Regions from separate parts of the Ovis aries genome. Here region 1 is linked to region 2. Evidence: chromatin contacts called from public Hi-C data. All regions are on one chromosome and are shown on one strand. Each heading gives the region's core, a stretch centred on a gene start, on an enhancer-like site or on the middle of the called end of the contact. The rest is flanking DNA. Distances are from core to core; before and after follow the strand shown.

What was found. Hi-C and Micro-C count contacts between places; a contact is called where the count stands out from the background.
Region 1: a contact with region 2 is called in a Hi-C map of mixed tissues, with 5 times the contacts expected there. The contact joins the promoter of LOC101103566 here to the promoter of WNT9A in region 2. A contact is called at or near these places in 5 of 16 Hi-C or Micro-C datasets (blood, mixed tissues, muscle and 2 more).

What each region holds. Positions count from the first base shown.
Region 1 is chr5:3,446,973-3,453,754 of ARS-UI_Ramb_v3.0, reverse strand. It overlaps LOC101103566 (RNA-binding protein with serine-rich domain 1-like), which reads right to left and starts at 2,191. Exons shown (of 1, transcript XM_042249430.1): 1 at 1,370-2,191. The coding sequence starts at 2,191. The coding sequence ends at 1,370.
Region 2 is chr5:2,907,983-2,915,082 of ARS-UI_Ramb_v3.0, reverse strand. WNT9A (Wnt family member 9A) reads right to left here and starts at 5,269. Exons shown (of 4, transcript XM_027969329.2): 1 at 5,129-5,269. The coding sequence starts at 5,223. LOC121819576 (a long non-coding RNA gene) reads left to right here and starts at 5,753. Exons shown (of 3, transcript XR_006059799.2): 1 at 5,753-7,100.

The sequences.
Region 1 (6,782 bases), core at 942-3,441, 540 kb before region 2:
CTTTCTGTCTGCCTGCAAAGCATCTTTTGAACAGAGTGACCTTTCCAGACCCAGTCATCAAAGTTAATATTGCATTTTCTCCACTAGTTTTCTAATTTTGAATTGTATATGTATTATCATCTCTTCATTCCATGTTGATTTTCTCACTAAGTTGGATACGCTATGAAGAGAAGAGTAAAGTGAGCTTTAATGGTTTACATTGACACACTCACTTATTCACTTCGCCCATCTAAAGAGCTCAGATATTTTGTTGAAAGAAACCATTCAAACTCCAAAAATAGTTTCTAACTTTTCTCAGAAAGTCACTCAACTTCAGTTACACAATGATACCGCCTCTTTGGCCGTAGACTGCAATCAACTGTCACTGTGATTTCACATCCTTTCTCTCTTAATTCATTTAACACTCTGATCACAATAATCTGCTTCAAATGTTAACCTAATCAGTACACTTTCTTTTAAATCAATCATTGCTGTCTTCAGATATGTTTTTAGAGTGAAAAGCTAAAAATATGATTTTATTCTTGTTGTCCTGCCATAGTTATTAACACTACCCCTTTCAACACTCATTATTTCCTGGTTTTGAAGCAAAATCAATTGATCCTCGCATTTACAGTGCACTTATTACATGCCAAGGTGTGGACTGAAATCTATGATTCAGAAATTCATTGAACAAAGTCATTGCCCCAGTTTATTTGAATGTTGATGAGAGAAAAGGTGTTTTTTTCCACTTAAATCCTAGATTTATTCAACACAATTGTTTTTACTGTACACAACAAAGTATAGACACAACATTATCTAAAATACTACAAAGCTAAAAAACAGAAAATTTATAGTACTGCTATACAGTAAAAGCTGAAAAAGCAAGGGCATGTTGCCAAGGTAACCTGCAGGACCACCAGTGGTGGTTCTATGGGGACCCTGCAGAGCTGGCTCTCAACTTACTCACCAGTTTCAGAGAAGGGAGCTGTGTGCGTGTGTGTGTACATACACATGTGAAAAGAACCATTTTGGGCAGATCACAGGAGGTATCTGACTCTAGAGGTCAGAAAAGGACCCTAGCAGGAGAGTAGGGCCGGGCTAACAGGAGAGGCATCACTGCTGGACTCTGCAGGCAGACAGGTCAGGGCAGCACCAGGCCACCGGATCGGGCCTCGGTCATCGGTGGAATGGGAAAACGAGTTCCCAGGCTGGGCCGGTTGCACCACCTGGCTGGCTCTGCTCCTCCCTGCTGGCGTTGTCATTAAACAGATTCTCAGGAACTAGAACCAGAGTTTTCTAGCCAGAACTGTGGAGGGCATCTTTACAAGCACGACCCCATACCACTGCAGCGGGAACTCTGCTGCCCTGGGACAAGCCTCGGTTGCTGCCTTCAGCTTCTGGAGGACCTGGAGCTGAAGCGGCTCCGGTGGAGGGGGGCGGCGAGGGAAGCGGGGTCGCCAGCGCTTCTGGGACCTGAGCCAAGGGGAAGGCGACCACCTTCTCCTCTGTGAGGTTGACCCGCACCATCTGGGGGGCAGTGACTGCATTCTCCTGCGAGGGCTGAGTCGCCTGGGGGTGGCACAGCGGTGGCCCTGATCTGCTGGCCGTCAATTTGTCCTCCATCCATGTACTTCAGCGCCTTCTCAGCCCCATCTGGAGTCTCGAACTCCACATAAGCATCAGACAGACCGGGGTGCATCCTCTCTACAGGCATGTCAATCACTCTGACTTTCCCGAAGGTGGAGAATATCTCCCGGATGTGGTCCTTGGTCACGTTCCTGGTGAGTCTCACGATGTGCAGCTTGGTGGGTTTAGGGGAAGGGCTGTGCCTTCTCCCTTCCTTTTCATCTCTTTCGGGTTGTTTGGGGTGAGACCGCTGTCTCTTTCCTCTTCTAAGCCAAGAAGGCCTCAAAGAGCCGGGGGAGCTGCTGGAGCTGGAGCTGGAGCTGGAGCTGGAGCTGCAGGACGTGCTGGAACGTCCTGAGCGGCTGGATGCTGAAGGTGAGCTGGAGCCGCTGCTGGAGCCCGAGCTGGTGCTACCGCTGGACGGAGACCTGGAGCTGCTGCTGCCACTGGAAGTGCCGCTCCACCTTCGAGTTCTAGCCCTGCCACGGTACTTCTCGCGTGACTCCTTGGGGCCGGTTTTATCTCTAGAGCGATCCCTGGACTGCTCATCAGAGTTCTCTCTGCATCTGGTGGGAGAAGGTGCCATCTCTCTATCGTGCTCCTCAGTATCTGGAGAGAAAGAGTTGATGGAGTAAAAAAGGCTTACCAGTGTTCGGTACAATAAAGCACTATAATAATCAATAAGGCCATCACAGCGGCAGGAGAAAGAGGGAGATATGAAGGAAGAGAAGTAAGGGGAGAGAAAAACATTAATAGCAACTGATGAAGAGGTTGGGGAAGGCCAAGCTGATGACTTATGGAGCAGAGAACTGAATTTTTAAAAAGAGAGAAAAGCAAACAAACCAACCAAGCACTTTGTGGGTAAAACATTTTCCAGAGAGAACTATGCAAACAGCCTGAGCAAATACTGCTTCTACTTAAGAGTGATTTTATTAAAAAAAAAAAAAAATCTGGCTTATTATCCCGAGAAAGGTTCATACACAAAACTGTACGAAATGTGGAATATTTCTTAATACTAACATTAAAGAAATAACTTTTAATAAGATAATTTATTTTAAGGGCCACTACCTGGTAAAGTAAAGAGATTGCGCAAAAGTAAGAACCATATACATGAACACTCCCCTGTGGTTTCTACACTCACCAGAAGAGGCTGGCTTGGAAATCTGGTCTATGCAGGTTCCCCCAGTTCCAAGAGCTGTCCTCTGACCACTCCTGAGATGCAGACTTGCTGAAGTCTACAGACTTCTGCCTCTGATTCTCCTTTTATAGGCGAAGAGATTGGACAATCCAATCAGGGGACAACCCAATCAAGAGGACACACCCTCTCTCAGATCAAAGGCATTGGAGAGGTTCCTAAATCTTTATCCGCAAACATTAGGAGTTTTAAACACATGAGCCACCCACCTCCTTGCATGACCCTGCAGTAAACTCTCTTTGTTCCAAACTCTGATGCTGTGACATTTTTTGGCCTCACAGTGTGTGAAGCACCTGAACTTGCTTTCTGGTTACATTCTTTCCGGAAAAGGAAGATACAGGAAGTTGCTAAGGTGTCTAGTGACTTGTAAAGTCACTTCTTCATTTTCTGAATGTTGAGCTTTAAGCCAACTTTTTCACTCTCCTCTTTCACTTTCATCAAGAGGCTTTTTAGTTCCTCTTCACTTTCTGCCATAAGGGTGGTGTCAACTGCATATCTGAGGTTATTGATATTTCTGCCGGCAATCTTGATTCCAGCTTGTGCTTCTTCCAGCCCAGCGTTTCTCATGATGTACTCTGCATAGAAGTTAAATAAACAGGGTGACAATATACAGCCTTGATGTATTCCTTTTCCTATTTGGAACCAGTCTGTTATTCTATGTCCAGTTCTAATTGTTGCTTCCTGACCTGCATACAGGTTTCTCAAGAGGCAGGTCAGGTGGTCTGGTAGTCCCATCTCTTTCAGAATTTTCCACAGTTTATTGTGATCCACACAGTCAAAGGCTTTGGCAGAGTCAATAAAACAGAAATAGATGTTTTTCTGGAACTCTCTTGCTTTTTCGATGATCCAGTGGATGTTGGCAATTTGATCTCTGGTTCCTCTGCCTTTTCTAAAACCAGCTTGAACATCTGGAAGTTCACCATTCACGTATTGTTTAAGCCTGGCTTGGAGAATTTTGAGCATTACTTTACTAGCATGTGAGATGAGGGCAACTGTGTGGTAGTTTGAGCATTTTTGGCATTGCCTTTCTTTGGGATTGGAATGAAAACTGACCTTTTCCAGTCTTGTGGCCACTGCTGAGTTTTCCAAATTTGCTGGCATATTGAGTGCAGCACTTTCACAGCATCATCTTTCAGGATTTGAAACAGCTCAACTGGAATTCCATCACCTCCACTAGCTTTGTTCGTAGTGATGCTTTCTAAGGCCCACTTAACTTCACATTCCAGGATGTCTGGCTCTAGGTGAGTGATCACACCATCGTGATTATCTTGGTCATGAAGATCTTTTTTGTACAGTTCTTCCGTGTATTCTTGCCACCTCTTCTTAATATCTTCTGCTTTTGTTAGGTCCATGCCATTTCTGTCCTTTATGGAGCCCATCTTTGCGTGAAATGTTCCCTTGGTATCTCTAATTTTCTTGAAGAGATCTCTAGTCTTTCCCAATCTGTTGTTTTCCTCTATTTCTTTGCATTGATCGCTGAGGAAGACTTTCTTATTTCTCCTTGCTATTCTTTGGAACTCTGCATTCAGATGCTTATATATTTCTTTTTCTCCTTTGCTTTTTGCTTCTCTTCTTTTCACAGCTATTTGTTAGGCCTCCCCAGACAGCCATTTTGCTTTTTTGCATTTCTTTTCCATGGGGATGATCTTGGTTCCTGTCTCCTGTACAATGTCATGAACCTCCGCCCATAGTTCATCAGGCACTCTATCTCTCAGATCTAGGCCCTTAAATCTATTTCTCACTTCCACTGTATAATCATAAGGGATTTGATTTAGGTCATACCTGAATGGTCTAGTGGTTTTCCCTACTTTCTTCAATTTAAGTCTGAATTTGGCAATAAGGAGTTCATGATCTGAGCCGCAGTCAGCTCCCAGTCTTGTTTTTGCTGCAAGAGCTTCTCCATCTTTGGCTGCAGAGAATATAATCAGTCTGATTTTGGTGTTGACCATCTGGTGATGTCCATGTGTAGAGACTTCTCTTGTGTTGTTGGAAGAGGGTGATTGCTATGACCAGTGCGTTCTCTTGGCAGAACTCTGTTAGTCTTTGCCCTGCTTCAATCCATATTCCAAGGGCAAATTTGCTTGTTACCCCAGGTGTTTCTTGAGTTCCTACTTTTGCATTCCAGTCCCCTATAATGAAAAGGACATCTTTTTTGGGTGTCCTTTTGACCTTCTAAAAGGTCTTGTAGGTCTTCATAGAACCATTCAACTTCAGCTTTTTCAGTGTTACTGGTTGGGGCATAGACTTGGATTACTGTGATATTGAATGGTTTGCCTTGGAAACGAACAGAGATCATTCTGTTGTTTTTGAGATTGCTTCCAAGTACTGCATTTTGGACTCTTTTGTTGACCATGATGGCTACTCCATTCCTTCTAAGGGATTCCTACCCACAGTAGTAGATAAAATGGTCATCTGAGTTAAATTCACCCATTCCAGTCCATTTTAGTTTGCTGATTCCTAGAATGTCAACATTCACTCTTGCCATCTCCTGTTGACCCCTTCCAATTTGCTTTGGTTCATGGACCTAACATTCCAGGTTCCTATGCAATATTGCTCTTTACAGCATCAGACTTTGCTTTTATCACCAGTCACATCCACAATTGGGTATCGTTTTTGTTTTGGCTCCATCCCTTCATTCTTTCTGGAATTATTTCTCCACTGATCTCCAGTAGCATATTGGGCACCTACCGACCTGGGGAGTTCCTCTTTCAGTATCCTATCATTTTGCCTTTTCATACTGTTCATGGGGTTCTCAAGGCAAGAATACTGAAGTGGTTTGCCATTCCCTTCTCCAGTGGACCACATTCTGTCAGACCTCTCCACCATGACCCATCCATCTTGGGTGGCCCCACAGGGCATGGCTTAGTTTCATTGAGTTAGACAAGGCTGTGGTCCATGTGATTAGATTAACTAGTTTTCTGTGATTATGGTTTCAGTGTGTCTGCCCTCTGATGCCCTCTTGCAACACCTACCATCTTACTTGGGTTTTCTTACCTTGGACATGGGTTATTCATATAAAACTGATATCAGTGAATAAAAAAATAGAGAAATCCAAAATTATGATTAGGATTCCAACACCCTCCCCAACAATACTACTAGTCTGAAAGTCAACAAGCTTATAGGAGAACAATGGCACCAATCAACAGGATCCAGCTGACACACTGCACTCAATTGGTATTTGTAGGACAATCAATCCAACAACAGCAGAATATACATTCTTATCAAGCACCAATGTGTTACTCACTGAGATAGACCATATTCTGGGTCATAAAACAAGCTTCAATACATTTAAAAGAATTGAATCATACAGAGAATGTTCTCTGACTACAATGGAATCAATCTCCAGTCAATAAAATAAGATATAAATCTCAAAACAATTGTAAGTTAAAGAACACACATATATAATGACCCATGATTCAAATAAGAACTGTCAAGGAATTTAAATCTTCATTGAAATAATTAAAAATCAAAATACAATATGTCAAAATTTATGAGATATAGCCAAAGCAATGCCAAGAGGGAAATTTATAAAACTAAATAAATACAATGTGAAACAGGAAATGTCTCAAATCCACGTTAAAATCTCCAGTTCAAGAAATTAGAAGAGCAAAGTAAAGTAAACAGAGGGTAGGAAAAACAAAAGAAAAATCATTGGCTTTAAACAAATGCATAGAGAAAATAAAAATGATAAAGCAATATGAAATAAGAACTTTGATTAAATAGGGAAATGTTAAATTTATCAGTAATTACCATACTGTAACTTTTACTCAAACTATTTGATTCAAGTCAGTAAAGTTAGAACTATAACATATTTTTTAAAAAATGGAAAGTTTGATTGTCAAATTCACATGGAATAGACATTGTTAAGGAAGAAGTAAGAACTTTTTTTTTTTTTAAAGAACCATGATAGGAAAGATGAAAAAGGTGATATGCAGAGACATTATGTAAATTTTGTTACTGAAGGAAAGAGAATAAAAAACAA
Region 2 (7,100 bases), core at 4,020-6,519:
ACCTGGGACACCTCTCACTCTGCCAGCCCCTCCATAACCCCCGTGGACTCTGGGTCTCCCGAGCCCCCCTACAGACGCCCCCCCAGCCCCCGCGAGGGCTGTTTCATTATCCCAGCAGGTCTGTCTTACCCGCTGCCCACTCACTGGTTCACCATACAGCCTCGTCATTCTACCGTCAGGCCGGCTCCTCCAGCCCTGGAAACCTTCTCTCCTTCTTTCTACTCCAGGGACCAGCTAGAAGCCTCTCCTTGAAGCAGCCAGCAGGCATGTGGCCACACAGGACCCCAAGTTGAACCCAACGCTCAGTATTCAGAGAAGCAGAGGAGGTTGACCCTCCCTGACCCACACTGAGAGACCACCCCCACCCCACGACAGCAGCCCTTAAGTACAGTGCCAGGGCCGCCAGCTAGCCCCACTCTGCGGCAAAGCCCTAATCCCAGACCAGACCCCAGCAAGTGAACCTTCACCCCAGCCCACACAGTCCACCGGGGCCAAGCAGGGACGGTCCACGGATGCAAACCCTTTATAGGGTGAGAGGCAGCATGCTGGTTCACAGGTCAAGAAAACAGGCTCTCCTCAATCCAAGAAGAGATCTAGAACATTTAAAGAGCTCTTATGTCTCGACAGAAAGACAAACAACTGTGCTAAAAATTAGGCAAAGAAACTGAATAGACATTTCCCCAAAGTAGACACTGCAAATAGCCGCCATGCATATGAAAAGATGCTCAATAGCACAAGCTATCAGGGAAGTGTTAGTCACTCAGTCATGTCTGACTCTTTGCAACCCCATGGACTATAGCCCGCCAGGCTCCTCTGTCCATGGAATTCTCCAGGCAAGAATACTGGAGTAAGTAGCCATTCCCTTACTCCAGGGGACCTTCCCAACCCAGGAATTGAACCTGGGTCTCCGGCACTGCAGGCAGATTCTTTACCTTCTGAAACACTGTGGAAGCCAGTCATCAGGAAAATGTGAATGAAAACTACAATGAGATACTACCTCAAGTCTATCAGGACGGCCAGAATTTTTTTTTAAAAAATGTTTTTTTTAAATCAGAGAAGCATTGGCGAGGATATGGAGAAATTGGAACCCTCCCTCTTACTGGTGGGAATGCAAAATGATGCTATCGAAAAAAGAGTTTGGTGGGTCCTCAAAAAGTTAAACACAGCATTACTATATGATCCAACAATTCTACTTTTAGGTATATACCCAGGAAAACTGAAAACATACGTCCACAAAAAAAAAAAAAAAACAAAAAAAAAACTGTAAACCAATTTTCATGGAAGCATTATCCACAACACCCAAAAAGTTGAAACTACCCAAGTACCTATCAACAGATGAACAGATGGAAGAGAGCAGTCACATGCCCACCCAGTCGAATATTATTTAGTCACAAAAAGGAACGATACACTGAATCATCCTACAAATGTGAATAAACCTCGGAAACAGTATGCTCAGTGAAAAAAGCCAGATGCGAAAAGCCACATACGGTATGATTCCGTTTATATGAAATGTCCAGAACAGGCAAATCCACAGAAACAGAAAGTGGATTAGCGGTTGCCAGGGGCTGGGGGAAGGGGAGGGGGATATAAAGTTTCTGGGGTGATGAAAATGTTCTGGAATTAGAGAGCAGTGCTGGTTGCACAGCCTTGTGGATGTATTAAAAACCACTGAACTGTACGCATCAACTAATAGAGAGGATGTGAGTTACATCTCAATAACAAAAAGCACTCGCCCCCCATTCGCAACAGTCCAGAGCACCTCAGCTGCCAATTACATTGACTGCCAGCACCTCTCATAGACTAGGGAAGCCCTCAACGGCATGCCTGTGCTGCCTCACGCATGCAGGCCTCCAGGCTGCCTGGAGCAGAAAGTTGGGACAAACCCACAGACCTCACAGCAGTGCCCTGCTCCCCCTCGGTAACCTGCAAATGCTTCCAGTGTAACATGGAGTGCTGAGGCCAACACCTGGAAGAGCCTCAGTGCTCACTGTGCCCCTTCTTGCTTCCTCTGAAGATTAATCTCCTTGGAAGCCTCAGGCCTCCACTCGCCTGGGCAGCTCCTGGATGCCTGTCTCGCAGCTTCCCTAGGGGCCTCTGCTGGGGGCTGGCTCAGCACATGGGACCTCTAAGAAAAAGGCAGTAAAGTGCCAGGGAGCCCAGGCAATGCTTTGGCTGGCACAGATCCCCAAATCCCAGCCCCAGTCCCTAACTCCAGCCTCAGAGAAGCACAACGGTAGCTCGCCCCAGGGTCTGAGGCATCCCTTCCTGAGCAGCTTTCAGCATACGTGACCCACCCTTTACCTCCATATTCTCACCTGAGGATAACACCCAGAGAGAAGCTGAGTACCGGAGAGCCCACCCAGATCTATTGAGTGGGACAGGGCGGCAGGGGGAAGAGGGGGAGGTCGTTGGTGGCAAGGAGGGGTGTCCAAGTTTATATCTCAAACTTGCCGCAAGCCCTTGGGACAGCCTCTTCCTGCTTAGAGCCAGGCTCCACTTCCTTCCAAGAGGGCATCAGGCCAAGCTGTCTAGGCCCCCAGAGCACAGACATCTCGGTAGCCCCAGGAGAATCAGATGGAAACACCACCTGCTAATCACGCCGAAAAGCAGGGTCAGGCCTGGCAGGAAGAGAGAGGAGCCCCTTTTCCATGGCAGGCAGATGACCTGCGGGGCCCAGCCTGGTGGCCAGAGGCTGAGGAGGACAGCAGAGGCAGGGCGGCTTGGGTTGCAGGCCGAGGGGGGTGGGGGGGCAGGGCAGGGAGGGCTCCCACCGCCCACGTGATCCTCCCCCAGGCCAGCCTCTCCGGGTTTCTGGGCTGTAACTGGAGCTGCCCTGCCTGTGCGCCTCTGTGCCAGGCAGAGCTTTCAGAGTGGGGGAAGGGAGAGGAGGGCTGGATCCCAGCTCCTTCCCCGGTTCCCTCCGTACTCGGGGTGGGGAGGGGAGCCCCAGCACAAGGCACAGGGAGGCCCCCTGGCTCTGGCCCAGCCCTGCCTAGCCCTGCCTGCCTTGGGCCATCTCCTCCTCCCCCTACCCTCTGGCTCCTGTCCCTTTACTAGGCCAGGAGAAAACGCCCCAGACCCAGGTTCAGCCGCTCACTGCCGGCCGGAGGCTGGGTCTTTACGCCCTGCGCTATCCTGAGTGGACTCCAGCACCAGATCCCTTCCCTCCTTTGCTTGCTCAGCTGGCACGGAGCCTGCCACCCCTCCAGGACTTTCGTCCACCAAGCTGAGTCTTTTCTCTCTTGCCTGGTGTGGAGGAGACAGAGGGGAAGTGGCCCTCCAGCAGAGCAAGCACAGCCTCTTCCTCTGGGGCAGTCTTCCACGGGGCAGGACTTGAGAAGCCCACTTGAGGTGACCTCTGGGATTTAAAAGCAGGGCCAAAAGGGCTAGCTGGAGAAGCCGCAGGGGCGCCAAGCCCTCTCAACTTGCCACACAGCCCCTGGGGGTTATTCTCTTCAAGGGAGCCAAGGAGACTTCCCTGGAGGTACAAAGCGCAGAGAAAACAGGGAGAAAGAGAGATGCTGCAGGGGTGGGGGTGAAGGATGGGAGCCAGGACCCTGAAAACCACTCTGTGGATCCGACCTTCCCGGAGAGTAAAAGCGGGCAGCAGGGACTCCGCACAGAGCACAGAGTGGCGCAGACGAGCCCAGGGTGTGTCTGGAGCCTGGTGAGCAGACCCACGGCAGCGCCTGGACAGCGCAAAGGCACAGCTGGCTGACAGGCCATCGTGACTCACCGCGGACCTGCAGCCAGACAGCCAGCCTCTGACCCTCCCTCTGCCCGAGAGGGTGAGGCAAAGGCTGCACAGATGGCATGCAGGGGCGTGCCAGCCTCTGCACAGCCTGAGCCCCAGGCAGGCCGAACTCAGCCACAGCCCTGGCTTCGGGGTGGGGTCTCCAGGGTAAGAAGACAAGGAGCTGACCCTGGGAGACAACCCAGGGGAAGGGAACAGGAGAAGTGGGCGCGGGGAGAAAAACACAAAGGGAAAGTTTCCCATGAAAATATTTTATTTTCTTTGAGAACAGGATACACCTGCAGGGCTTCTCGCCCAGTCTGCCTCTCCCCGCCCTGGCAGTGCCACATTTCTGGACCAACGGGGCCCTCTGCCGGCCAGGCCGCTGCGCGCCGCGCCTGGTCCACGGGAGAGGGAACAGGTGACAACGGGCGCAGGGCGGCAGCCCGGAACGGGCATAAGGCACCCCGGACGGGGTCTGGGCGGGACTCGAGGGTGGCCTCCGCTCCAGGAGTGGCACGGGGGCAGGAGGCGGGGCGGCTGGGGAGAGCCGGAGGGCTGCCTACACGATGCCACACAAACCTCGGGGGGCCCATCTGCAGAGTACAGCGAGGGTCCCCAGAGCTCGCCTGGCAGGACATCCCAGATCTGGGGGCGAGGAACCAGGAAGGGCAGGAAAGAACGATGGGGAGAGACGAGCCAAAACCACGAAAACTGCTGCTGCGGAGAAGCGCGCGGGGCAGCGACCCGGGAGGCGGCTGGAGGCAGCATTCACAGCCCGCCCGGGCCCGGCGCACCAGAGAGGTCCCACAGACGCGCTCCCGCGGGTCGCGGCCCGAGCGAACGTCAGAAGCAAAGCGCAAGAAAAATAAAATTCCTCCAGCCTGGAGTTTTTCCCCCTTTGGGGCTCAGTGCAAGGAACATCTGGATTTTGTACGTATTTTTTTGTTGTTGTTAAATTAACTTCTCGGGGAGAGAAAGGAGGGGGAAACTGCAAGGCGGGTGGGTGTGCAGGGGCCAGGGAGGCTCCAGACGTTTGGCTAGAAATCCCAGCCAAAGGCAGCCGATAACCAGAGCTTGGTCCCGCAGCTGCAGGGAGCCTCGCGCACGGCCGCGGGCGCGGCCACAGGGACTACGGCTCCGGGGTCACGAAGGACCGGGGCCTCACGCCAGCCAGCCGGGCACGCCGGCCCCTCTGCGAGAGCCGTGCCACAGGGACACCGACTCCCGAACCCAGCGACGCGGGCGCCGCAAACAAACAGCTCCAGGCAACCCGGCGCCCCTCGCTAGCCCGGGCTCCGCGCCCCGCGCACCTGGGTCGCCCCCGCCCGCGCGCCCGCGCCGGCCTCGGGCCCGGCCCGCCCGCCCCGCCCGCCGGGCCGCCGAGGCACCTACCCGAAGTAGGCGGCCGAGGGGCGCAGCGCGGCGAGCAGCAGCGTCAGCGCGAAGGCCGCGGCCAGCCAGCGCGCCAGCAGGGGCCCATCCAGCATCTTGCCGCGCCGCGGCGGCTGACCATCGCGCTCCCGGCCCCGCGCTGGGCGCCCCGCGGCCGCCGCCCTCTTATAGCGCCCGGAGCGCCAGGCCGGGGGCGGGGCGCCGGCCAGCTGGCCCGGCCCCGCCCGCGCCCGGGGCGGGGTCACGCCGGCGCCGGGGGCGGGCCGAAACCCGAGCCGGCGCGCCGCCCGGCCCCGCCGCCCGCGGGCCGCGCGGGTCCCCGGGCGCGCCTCGCGCGTGGGAAGCGAGGCACGCGAGGGGCGGGTGGGAGCCGGCGCGGCCGGAAGGGGCGGGGGCCCGGGGAAGGGAGCGAGCCCGCGAGCGGCGGCGGGCGTGGGTGGAGCCGAGGCGGAGTGTTGGTGGCCCGGGGCAAGGCGGCGAGGCTGGCGCTGCGCGGCTAGCCGGGTGCGAGCGGGCGAGTGGGGACGCCGGCGGAATCTGGAAGTGGGAGGTCCGGTGCAGCTGCGGGGGCGGGGTGCGACCTGGGGCGGGGCCGGGGCGGAGCTCTTGGCCCCCGCTCAAGCGGGCGGTGCCGCGGGGGGACTCGGGTGTCAGCCCGGAGCTGGAGCTAGCTTGTCGGCTCCCAGAGGAGTTTGCGTGAAAGGGGAGACAAGCCAGCAGGTGATGCCCCTGCCTTTGCGAGGCCAGCCGGGCGCTGCTCCCTGGTTTGTTGCCTTGGGAATGAGGCGACCTGATCAGGGATGGTGCGGCCAGGTCGATCGACCTTTTGGGACCTTTGTCTCCCTATTCTTAAATCGAAGGAGGAGCTGGCTGAGGTCACTGCCAGCGCTGATCCCCGGGTGACCTCCTTCTCAGAACCTCTGCTGTGAGGACTGGACGAAGGGGGCTTGGCACGGGTAGAGGCAACAGGAGCTGCCAGGGACAGGGAGGAGAGACGATGCAGAGTCACTGCTGAAGTAAGTCAGGGTCCGAGAACCCAAACCCCGGATTAAAACAGATAACACAAATTAACAACAGGATGGGTTCAAGGAGAATCCTTAGAGACCGCTGGGCCAGGGTGTCAACAGCCACAGCGGGGAGAGCTCTGAGGTTCAGGATATGGGAAACGTGTCCACGAAATGCCAGCCTTCAGGTGACCGTAGAGGCTCCATGGATCCACTTGGCCAATACTGTGGGGGCCCTCAAGTCCTGGGCCTGCAGGGGAAAGCACAGTTTTCTATCAGCCATGCGTACTGAGCTGCTGCTTTCTGGGCACAGTGACCCAGAGTCTGGGGGTCTGAGCACCTCTAAAGGCTGGGTTAATGGGTTCTGAAGATCTGCTTAGTGACGTGAGTCAGAACAAGGACTGAAAGGCAAAACAGGTACCCGGAGAGTGGCGCAGGGAGCGCAACACATGCCTGGGCTCCCACCTCTGCTAGAAGGCCACCCACTGAGCATACCCCATCCTCCCTAGGGGCCTTCCAGTGCTGGGCTGGTGAAAAGAGGGCAGAGAGGAGATGGGGCGTGGGCAAATCACTTCCTCTCTGGGCCTCAATTTCCCCATCTGAGAGGCATCCAACTCTAGGGAATCATAATGTCTTTTTCTAAGTTGTAATGTCGCGCTGCAGAAACCTCCACCCATGGTTTTGCTTCTGTGGGTGTGACCAGCCTCACGTCATCCCCCACCCCAGGGACTCCTCATGTAGGAGGGGGCTCTCCAACACTCTCGTCTGCTCACACCACACTCAGCCACTTCAACAGGGCTGCCACAGCAAAGAGAACACCAAAGCAGCTCCAGCCCACCCAGGCTGGAGGGCTAGGGGACACCCTGTCATGCCGTACTTCCACGTGTCTGAGTTCAACCCCCAAGGCCTCCACCTGAAGTCCTGGCTGCCACACTCCAGAAGCATGAGGCATGAGCTGAGGGGACGCA